2 separate regions of the Oryctolagus cuniculus genome follow, and region 2 is linked to region 1. A link is a contact called in public Micro-C data. All regions are on one chromosome and are shown on one strand. Each heading gives the region's core, a stretch centred on a gene start, on an enhancer-like site or on the middle of the called end of the contact. The rest is flanking DNA. Distances are from core to core; before and after follow the strand shown. Region 1 holds the start of ZFHX4 (zinc finger homeobox 4). Region 2 overlaps LOC127490586 (a long non-coding RNA gene).

Region 1 (4,198 bases), core at 835-3,334:
GTGTGTGTGTGTGTGTTTAGGGGTCGGTTGTGGGGGGGTCCGTGTTTGCGATCTGAACCTTTGGTACCTACAAGGAGGGTGTCTTACCAAACGGTAGCTAAAACCTCACCAGAACCGCGCGGAAGTGAGGAGTCGCGGCCAAAGGCGCTCGCCGGAGCCTCCTCTCTGGGCCGGACCCCAGCCCAAGCGGCCGAAAGGAACCCCCCGCCCGGATCGCAGGTAACAAAAGAAATACAAAGCAAATGCACAGTCTTCTGGGGGGGGGGGCAAGGGGACAGGATGGGGGACCTCCTGTAAGTTGGGCATTGGCAGATAAACTTTATACAATTCCACGAGAAATTTTATTGTTTTTTTTTTTTTTAAACCCATAGAAAAGAGCAGAAAGAATGGGGGTGGGGGGGATAGAAGTAGCAGGAAGGCGAGACCCGGCGCATTCCAGCCGCTCTGTCCTTAGCGACTCTGGGCCGGAAGGCGCGCTGGATGCCAGGAGAAGCGAAGGAGGTGAAGTTCATTTGTAGACAAGGAACCCTTTTGGGGGTGGGGGGGGGGGAGAGGAATGAATCAGTTCTCACAGCCGGCCACAGCCCCTCAATACACACACACACACACAGAGACAGACACAGATCACACACATACACACGCACACCCCTTGCCCTTTGCCAAAAAGAAAGGAAAAGATTCTTGATCCCAAGCCGCGGGCGTCTGTCCTCTTGTCTAACGCACGCCCGGCGGCGAACGCGCCCCTAGCGAGCCGCTGCGGCCGCCGCCGCCGCCGCCTCCCGGGTCCCCAGCCCCGAGGCCGGGCGATCCCGCCTCCTAACGGACCTGCCTTCCGTCCGCCGGCGCCCGCGCCCGCGCCGGAGCCGCCGCCGCCGCCCCTGCCCGCCCCGGCAGCCGGGCGTCTACCTGCAGCCGCGGCTCCGGCCTGGGGAACCCTCTGCCCTGTACGCACGAGCCCCCGGCCTCCGCCAGCCCTGCGCTGGAGGCGCCCTTCGGGAACTTGAGAAGGGGAAAGTCGGGGTGGGGGCGGTAAGCGGAGGAAGGAAGACGAGGCAGGAGAAGGTGGGGAGGGGGAGGCAGAAAGACAGGCGCGCCAAGCCCCACAGACCCACGTCCAAACTTTCGGAGGCTGATGCCGAGGCAGAGTCATCCCGACCCGGGTGCGGGGGGCGCGGGGCGAGCGGGGACCCCCACCCGGCCGTTGGCCGCACTGCCGCGGAGCTGACAGCTTTCCCCGGCTGCGAGACTGGTCCCCCCGGGCTCGCGGAGGAGACAGACCCCCGAAAAGACAGGAAAAAGGAGAGAAAAACTGCCCGGCCAAACGTGGATGATCCGCCACTTGATCCAAAAGTTAAATCCCGAAAAAAACGCAGCCCCCGAAGAAAGTGGAAAATCAGGTCCCTCGGTGCCCCCTCCTTCCCTCGGCGGAGCAAATCCTTGAGCCAAAAAAAAGAGGGGGAAAGAGATAGGAAAGGGGGGCAGAGCGGAAGAGATGGTCGGGATGAGGGGATGTGCGCGAGCCAGCGCGAGCGAGCGAGGGGCAGAGAGGGAGAGGCGGAGAGGGAGAGGGCGAGAGGGAGCGAAATATCAAAGATTGTGCAAGATCAGGCTGGAAAGATAATCGATACTCGACCTAAATTTAACACAAACTACTCAATAAAAGTTAAAGAAAAAACTTACTTTCCATTTCCCCTGCAGTTCCTACTCGATCTTCGCCTCTTTTTTTGTTTTTGCTTTTATTTTACTTACAGCTGATCACATCCAAGTCAAACGAGAGGGTTCATTAAAAATAAAAAAAATAAAAAAATAATCCTCGAACTTTATTGGGTGAAAATAAAAACGCTGGAGCAGAAAGTGGGGGGCATGGAGCGGTCCTCGGGGGTCCGGGAGGAGTTAAAGCATGTGCCGACCGCGGTCTCGCTGTTTGGTTGTGAAGGGGTTGGGAAAAGGAGGAAAGGAAATGAAAATCCGATATGTCTTTATTCTGCTAATTATTATCGTTTTAGCCCTGTTTAAAAAAATGGCTGATTAAGTTGAGTGCGCATGTCTTTGTGTGTCTATTCCCGATATGCACTCTGGGAATGAGAGAGGAGAGCGAGGGAGAGGGAGAGGGAGAGGGGGGAGAGAGAGAGAGGTGTAATTAGTGAGGTGATCAACATTCCCCAGACTGCAAATGACGCGCAGCCGGGACTCAGAGCAGCCCGGGAGTCTCGCAGCTTCCGAGGCTCGCAGCGCTGCGGCTGGAGCCCGGGACGCGGCGACGGCAGAGAGGACCGGCGATGGGGACCTCCGGGGCTTGCACCCCACGCACCCCTGCGCGCGGCTCCCAAACTTCATTAGACAGACAGACAGACAGACAGACACACACACACACACACACACACGCACACACACCCCAGAGAGGGAAGCAAAATAAAACATAACTGCCGCCAATGCACTGCCCTTTAACCATTTGAGATGTTTATTTTCCACTTTAATGAAGCAAAGTAATTATTGTCCGAGCAGAGATTGGTTTACTGGGAAGCTTTCAAGAGAAATGGGAGTTAAGGTAACCAAGAGCTTTTCTCCGCTTGGTTTATTGCCAGGGACACAGGAACGCACTTCGATGCCGAAATACGGGGGGGGGGGGGGGGGGGCTGAGTAAATATGCAGATGTATGTAAATAAAGGGTGCCTGACTGTGTGCAAACAGAGCTCAACCCTGACTATAGCAAGGGAGGAATGCGCTCTGCATCCTCAGGCATTCTTCTTAAACTCCTATCTTTCGATTGCCTAGGCAGCCCAGGAAATCCAGGGCAAGGGAGATGGAGGTGGTTAGTTTAGGCAAAGTAAACTTCCCAATGAGAGTAAGTGGTGGTTGCAAGGGTGATAGTGGGGGTCCACGTCTAGCCTTTATGTAATGTTCTTGAATATTTTATCAGAATTGCGTAAGTTCAATGTAATAGCTTTAAGAAGACTTAGGGAAAAAAAACCTTTCATCTTTCCAGTCTGTTGAGTTATCTTTCTTGAAGCGCATTATGATGAATTTTAAAACCCCACTACAGATCTCATTAGAATGAAATATACTTGGTATTTTCTGGTGCAAAATTTAAGGTGGCTGATTTCTCATTTGAAAATCTAATTATCTCTTTCCAATATTACAGATGTGAATATGAGTGACACTTTCATTAAAAGATAATTAACTAAAACTAGGAATAGACATACTTTTAAATACCCCCTACTGAAAATGGAATCTATACATACAGAAGTATATATTCAGATAGCATCTTGACACACTGCCACAGCAGAGGTCACAAGGAGACACCATCTATGTAATATTTCAAAAATAGGAATTCTAGGGAGAAAGTGAGAGCAACAAATCAAACGATTTAAAACCAGGAAATACTTGCAATGTCCAGCTTCCTGGACAGGTGAAGTATAGGCTGCTTTTGAGTTGACAGGCCTTTGAAGTTCTGGATCACCAGGATCTGCTTCAAAACCTTGTCTCAGGCCTTAAGTGCCAACTCTACCAAACACCAACGAAAGGTTTATCGCACCAGCGCTGGGAACTGCAGAGGCTGCAAACAGCATCTTTCTGGGCCTAAAACCTTGCATTATCAGGGAACCTCTGAAAGAGCCTAGGACTAATGCAAATGGGAATAAAACCCAAACCAAACACCTGGGAAGATAAAAGCATAGTCCTCCTTGGAGCAGACCTAGGCCCAGGTCAGGAAGGCTGGCTGCCTTCAACAGCTGGCTAAGGTTACAAGGCGAGTTCAGAGGTTTGGAGTGGAGAATAAAACCCAGATATGGTCCTTATTAAGAGTCAAAAGCAAATCAGCACCTCAGGAATCTGAAGTCGGTGCATGTACTAGTTTTTTAGAAACTAGGGCTACTAAATGTTAACAGAAAGAAAATGATTCTCTCCAAAGATTCCATTCCTTTTCAAACTTTTTTGGGCAGCAATCTGCTCAAAGTAAAAGCTTGCTGCTACTTCTTCTTCTTCTTCTTCTTCTTCTTCTTCTTCTTCTTCTTCTTCTCCACCTCCTCCTCCTCCTCCTCATCTTGTTTTTAAAAAAGGATTGTATAGTTACTTTGCTTACAGCTCACCTTCACACAGTCACAGTATCACCAATTTACTGTGAGGATCTGATTGCACCTCAGTGGGGCTTACTCATGTGCCTTAAGAAATATGCATGCACACAGGGGTAACATTTAAA
Region 2 (4,198 bases), core at 671-3,170, 780 kb before region 1:
TTTTACTATTTAAATGCTTTGATTATCTGACCTTGCTTACTTTATCTTTCTAAGTGCTATGCATGGGCTTTAAAATTGATCAATAAGTAGGGATTCCTCCACAGGATTATATTGAAATCAATCTCAATTCAGGCTTTTTATATTTTATGTTTATTACTTGATCTGTATTAATTGTGCTCCTTATTTTGATAAATAAATTTAAATCACATACTTGATTACACAGACAAGTACTTTCTTTAAAGGACCACAGAAGTTATAAAAGTAACCTGTATTCTTTATGTAGTATTTTAATATTATTTTAATGTGAATAAAATATTAACTCCCCAATATTTTAAAAACAACTTTGCACTACTAAAAATAAATTTCGTTAGCATTAAAAACATGATATATATAATATAATTGGATATATATTATTCATATATACAAGTAACAAATGTCTTGAAACACACTCATGTGTCACCTTAATTATAATAGTTTTGAAACTTCAACAAGTACTGTGTTTAATTAAAAACTATGAAAAATAGTGCCTTTAAAGCATTTTCCACAATAAATTTATGATCCACAGAAGAAAATTCAGACCAAATTCTTAATAGCTGTATTTTTGAAAATCAGTAGAAAGCAAACTACAAGCTAGTTGAATTCTCTGAAAAAATTAATATTCAATAAAATGAGAAAAATATATCAGTGTCATGCTAATATGAAGGAATGTGTTACCCAATTTTTCATTTTGAATTAAATGAGAAGTAAATTATAAATAAAAATGCTTTGAAAACTTTTAAATCAAATCTATGAATTTCTAGGACTGAAACTGTATGTTAATTTTCAATCATCATCAACAAAAATGATATCTTAAAATTAAATAAATCAGGCATAAAGTTCATCTTACATGAATTATCTTAACAGTGAAGAACTTTGTTGCTAAATTCTTATATAATTCAGTATTATTTCATATTTTCTGGGCTTGTGAGGTGACATGAATCTTCTGTGTTTTACCTTTGGAAAAATTTATTTGAATGCATTTTTCAAAGTCAAAAATAAAAGAAATACACAGATGAGAGAAGAGAGAAATCAGAAATCAGTGTAATCTTTTCCAAAAAATCCTATTTTCAACTCTGATTTAATTTCTAGATATCAGCTTTTATATAAAATTCCAATGAAATGTCTCCACATATATAAACTAAAGGAAAGCTTTGCAGTTTTCTCCAGTGACAAAAATGTGACATCATAAGTAACTTGTTATAGAAAAACTTATGATCATACATAAAATGCTTGTAGCTTTTTCAGCTATATATATGTAGCATATTTTGACTGCAAAAATTAAAAGAAAACTTTCCTAAGACTACTGAAATATTCCATATGTCCAATAGGAACATATTCATATTTTCTTACACTGAAATTGCCAAAATGACTTAATATCTAATAATTTTCATTTCAAACTAAATTAGATTCTTTTTTGCAATTATTTTTCTTCTGCTACTCATGCAAGTTATAAAAAATAAATAAGAAAAAATAAAGGCATCATAAGATAATTCATTTGATTCTCATATGCATGAATTTATGGTTGGACAACTAAGATTCCTAAGCACGGAAAGAAAGAGAAAATAAGAAGTTTAATTACCAAATAGTTGTCATAATGATATTTCCCCAAACTGTTATAACCAGAGCATTCCTTTCTACTGTTTGTGGTAGAGTAGCACTTGAAATAAATCATTTTCCAGAAAGTTATGCATCTCTGCAGAACACAGTCCTGGCAAAACATGTCCATACTTTTTTCCTCAAGTGGGTAAATGTTAAGGGAGAAGAATCCAAGTTTCATGATGCAGCAACACAAAGCTGGGAAGTGAAAATTATGTTGCTGCGGAGTCTTGAAAATATGACTGTAAAAGTTAATCAATAAAATGTCTATTCCTGTCTATTCACCAGAGGCCCCAGCTGCATAGCTTCACTCAATCGATACTACAAATTATTACGATTTCCAGGTTCCCACTGGACATTCAGAACAAATCTTTCAAGTGTAACAGGCTTATACTGAGTGGATGGTTTGTGTTCTCTACATTTAGTTCAAAAAGAGGAGGAGAAGAATAAAACCTAAATCCTGTGTGCTCCTCTAAATTTCAAAAACAGGGTTACTTTTTCATATTTGAAAAAAGTTTTCCCTTTGTTTATTTAATTAGATTTTTGCATGATTCTTTTTAAATTATCTTATGGTTAATTAAGAAACGACTTACCTAGTAATAGATTTCAGTAATGTAAGAGCCTGGCTGACTCTAAGTGAATATCCCAAAGTCAATGAATGAAGGAAACAAATTTTACATAATGATTGGTCAAAAACAACTTAGATACACTGTCCCTGTTAGAAAAATAACTATAAGATCCTCACATATGCTTAAAGTGCAGTATATACCTTAAAATGTTATTTCTAGTTATTTTTCAATGGCAAATACAGTTACATTTTTAAAATCACATTTGAGGTTTTTAATTCTTTCTTTTTTGTAAAATCAAAAAAATCCCGTAATTTCAGAAATGAGTTTCTCTTATGAGAAAAAAAAAAATCCCAGACTGTCATGTTCCAGAGAGATTTATGACGTCCCCAGCAAAATTCTACTGTGATTGCAAGCTCTACAAACTATTCTAGTCTTGGACCATAAGTTTATGCTCTACACATTCACCCTCCACCACTTAGTCGGAATCCAGACTTTTCCATGTAAGTGATGGTTGGCTAAAGGAACTAACCATAATGCTGGAATGTCTTATGACATTTGCCTTTCGACTGGCTGGTATAGGCCACACTCTCTGGCACTGTCAATACCAAGTTGATTGGTTAATTTGGTCGACTCATATAATCTGTTGATTGTGTAAATGAAAAAAAGCCAATTTTTTATTTACTAAGCCCCAAAATATTTGATTTTGTTTCAAACTGAAACAGTGTTGAATATTTTTCATGTTTAGATACACATATATAGCCTGTAGGCAAATCCTGTGACACTGTAGTGTTAAGGATGCTTTTTAAAAGAAAATTGCACATATTTCTATCAAGAAACCATCATAGTTTGATTATGGTCATTTACGTCTCTTTAAAATAAAACGTTATCTTATGACATAATAATGTTTTTAACTTCTAAGATATTTAACTGCTAACCATTAGAAGTAGACTTAAAAACGAAAACTAATGCTGTAATTTTAGTTACTCTTAAACCTTAATTGATACTTATAGATCTCACTTGTACTTTCACATTAAGAAAGAACATTCTACTTAATTTCATGATAAAGGTATATTATAATATAAAGTACATAAATAAAGATCAAGCACATAAAACAATTTTGATAATTCACTATATTTTACTGGATGAATCCCTGTATGATTTATTTACTTAAAAAATCCAATATTGGAAGCAGATTCTCAGTTTCAGCTCAAAAATAATATTTTGTGTAAGTGTGCTGAAAATATGTGTCTTTACATGGCAACTAAATACAGAAAAACCTGGGCATTATATTAATAAAGTTAAGTTGACAACAAATACTACCTTTAGCTTTATATTAGTGCTCACAATATTTTTTCATATTTGTTCTTTCAACATACCTTAAGCATATCATTCCCCTAATAATAAACTTATTTTAAACATTTATAATATTTACAAAAATAATACATTACTTTGGTTATCCCAAAAGAAACTGATTTTAGTCCTTGATATCAATTTCTGCATTTTAATATTTGCTTTCCATTTTCTGAATTCAGTCAATAGCAGAGTTTATCTGAGTGTTTAATTGTATTTAAAACATCAGTTTGGACTGTAGAATTATTTTGAGTGTCTTGGATTAAATCTTTGAATTGAAAACCAGAAATAAATTCCTCATGAACAGATTTCAAAAATATTATTTTAAAATTATTAGCTTTTCTAATTACAAATTAAAACTTACTTTTGCATTTATCATGTACAATGTTTTGAAATCCTATTAAAAGATACATCTATCTAGATATACAATAAGTAATGTTAGGTTAGAATTTGGCCCATGAAAATCAGTTAATACCAAATGCAAACTGACCTCAGTACTGTGTTCAAAATTATGAATGACAGGAGAACATAAAGTTTAGATGTGTGTGCTTTATCTAGTTGTGATTACTCAATTTAAGCAAAGTTCAGTGAGTAAAGTGTAATTCTTGACACATGATGGGGTGGGGAGAGACTGCAGAGGGGAA

The links. A called contact is a pair of places that touch in the nucleus more often than the background predicts.
Region 2: a Micro-C map of ear pinna shows a contact between it and region 1, with 9 times the contacts expected there. The contact joins the enhancer-like site here to the promoter of ZFHX4 in region 1. A contact is called at or near these places in 2 of 6 Hi-C or Micro-C datasets (ear pinna and psoas muscle).

What each region holds. Positions count from the first base shown.
Region 1 is chr6:102,287,927-102,292,124 of mOryCun1.1, reverse strand. It overlaps ZFHX4 (zinc finger homeobox 4), which reads right to left and starts at 2,084. Exons shown (of 11, transcript XM_070075243.1): 1 at 1,681-2,084. All of the region lies in intron 3 of PEX2 (peroxisomal biogenesis factor 2), which reads left to right.
Region 2 is chr6:103,065,098-103,069,295 of mOryCun1.1, reverse strand. All of the region lies in intron 1 of LOC127490586 (a long non-coding RNA gene), which reads right to left. Among named protein-coding and RNA genes, the nearest start is that of PEX2, 420 kb to the right of the region's middle. Within about 2 kb of position 1,920, at least 1 of the 8 cell types and tissues checked has an H3K27ac peak or open chromatin away from gene starts, as enhancers often do. A contact at or near this core is called in ear pinna, where this site is marked.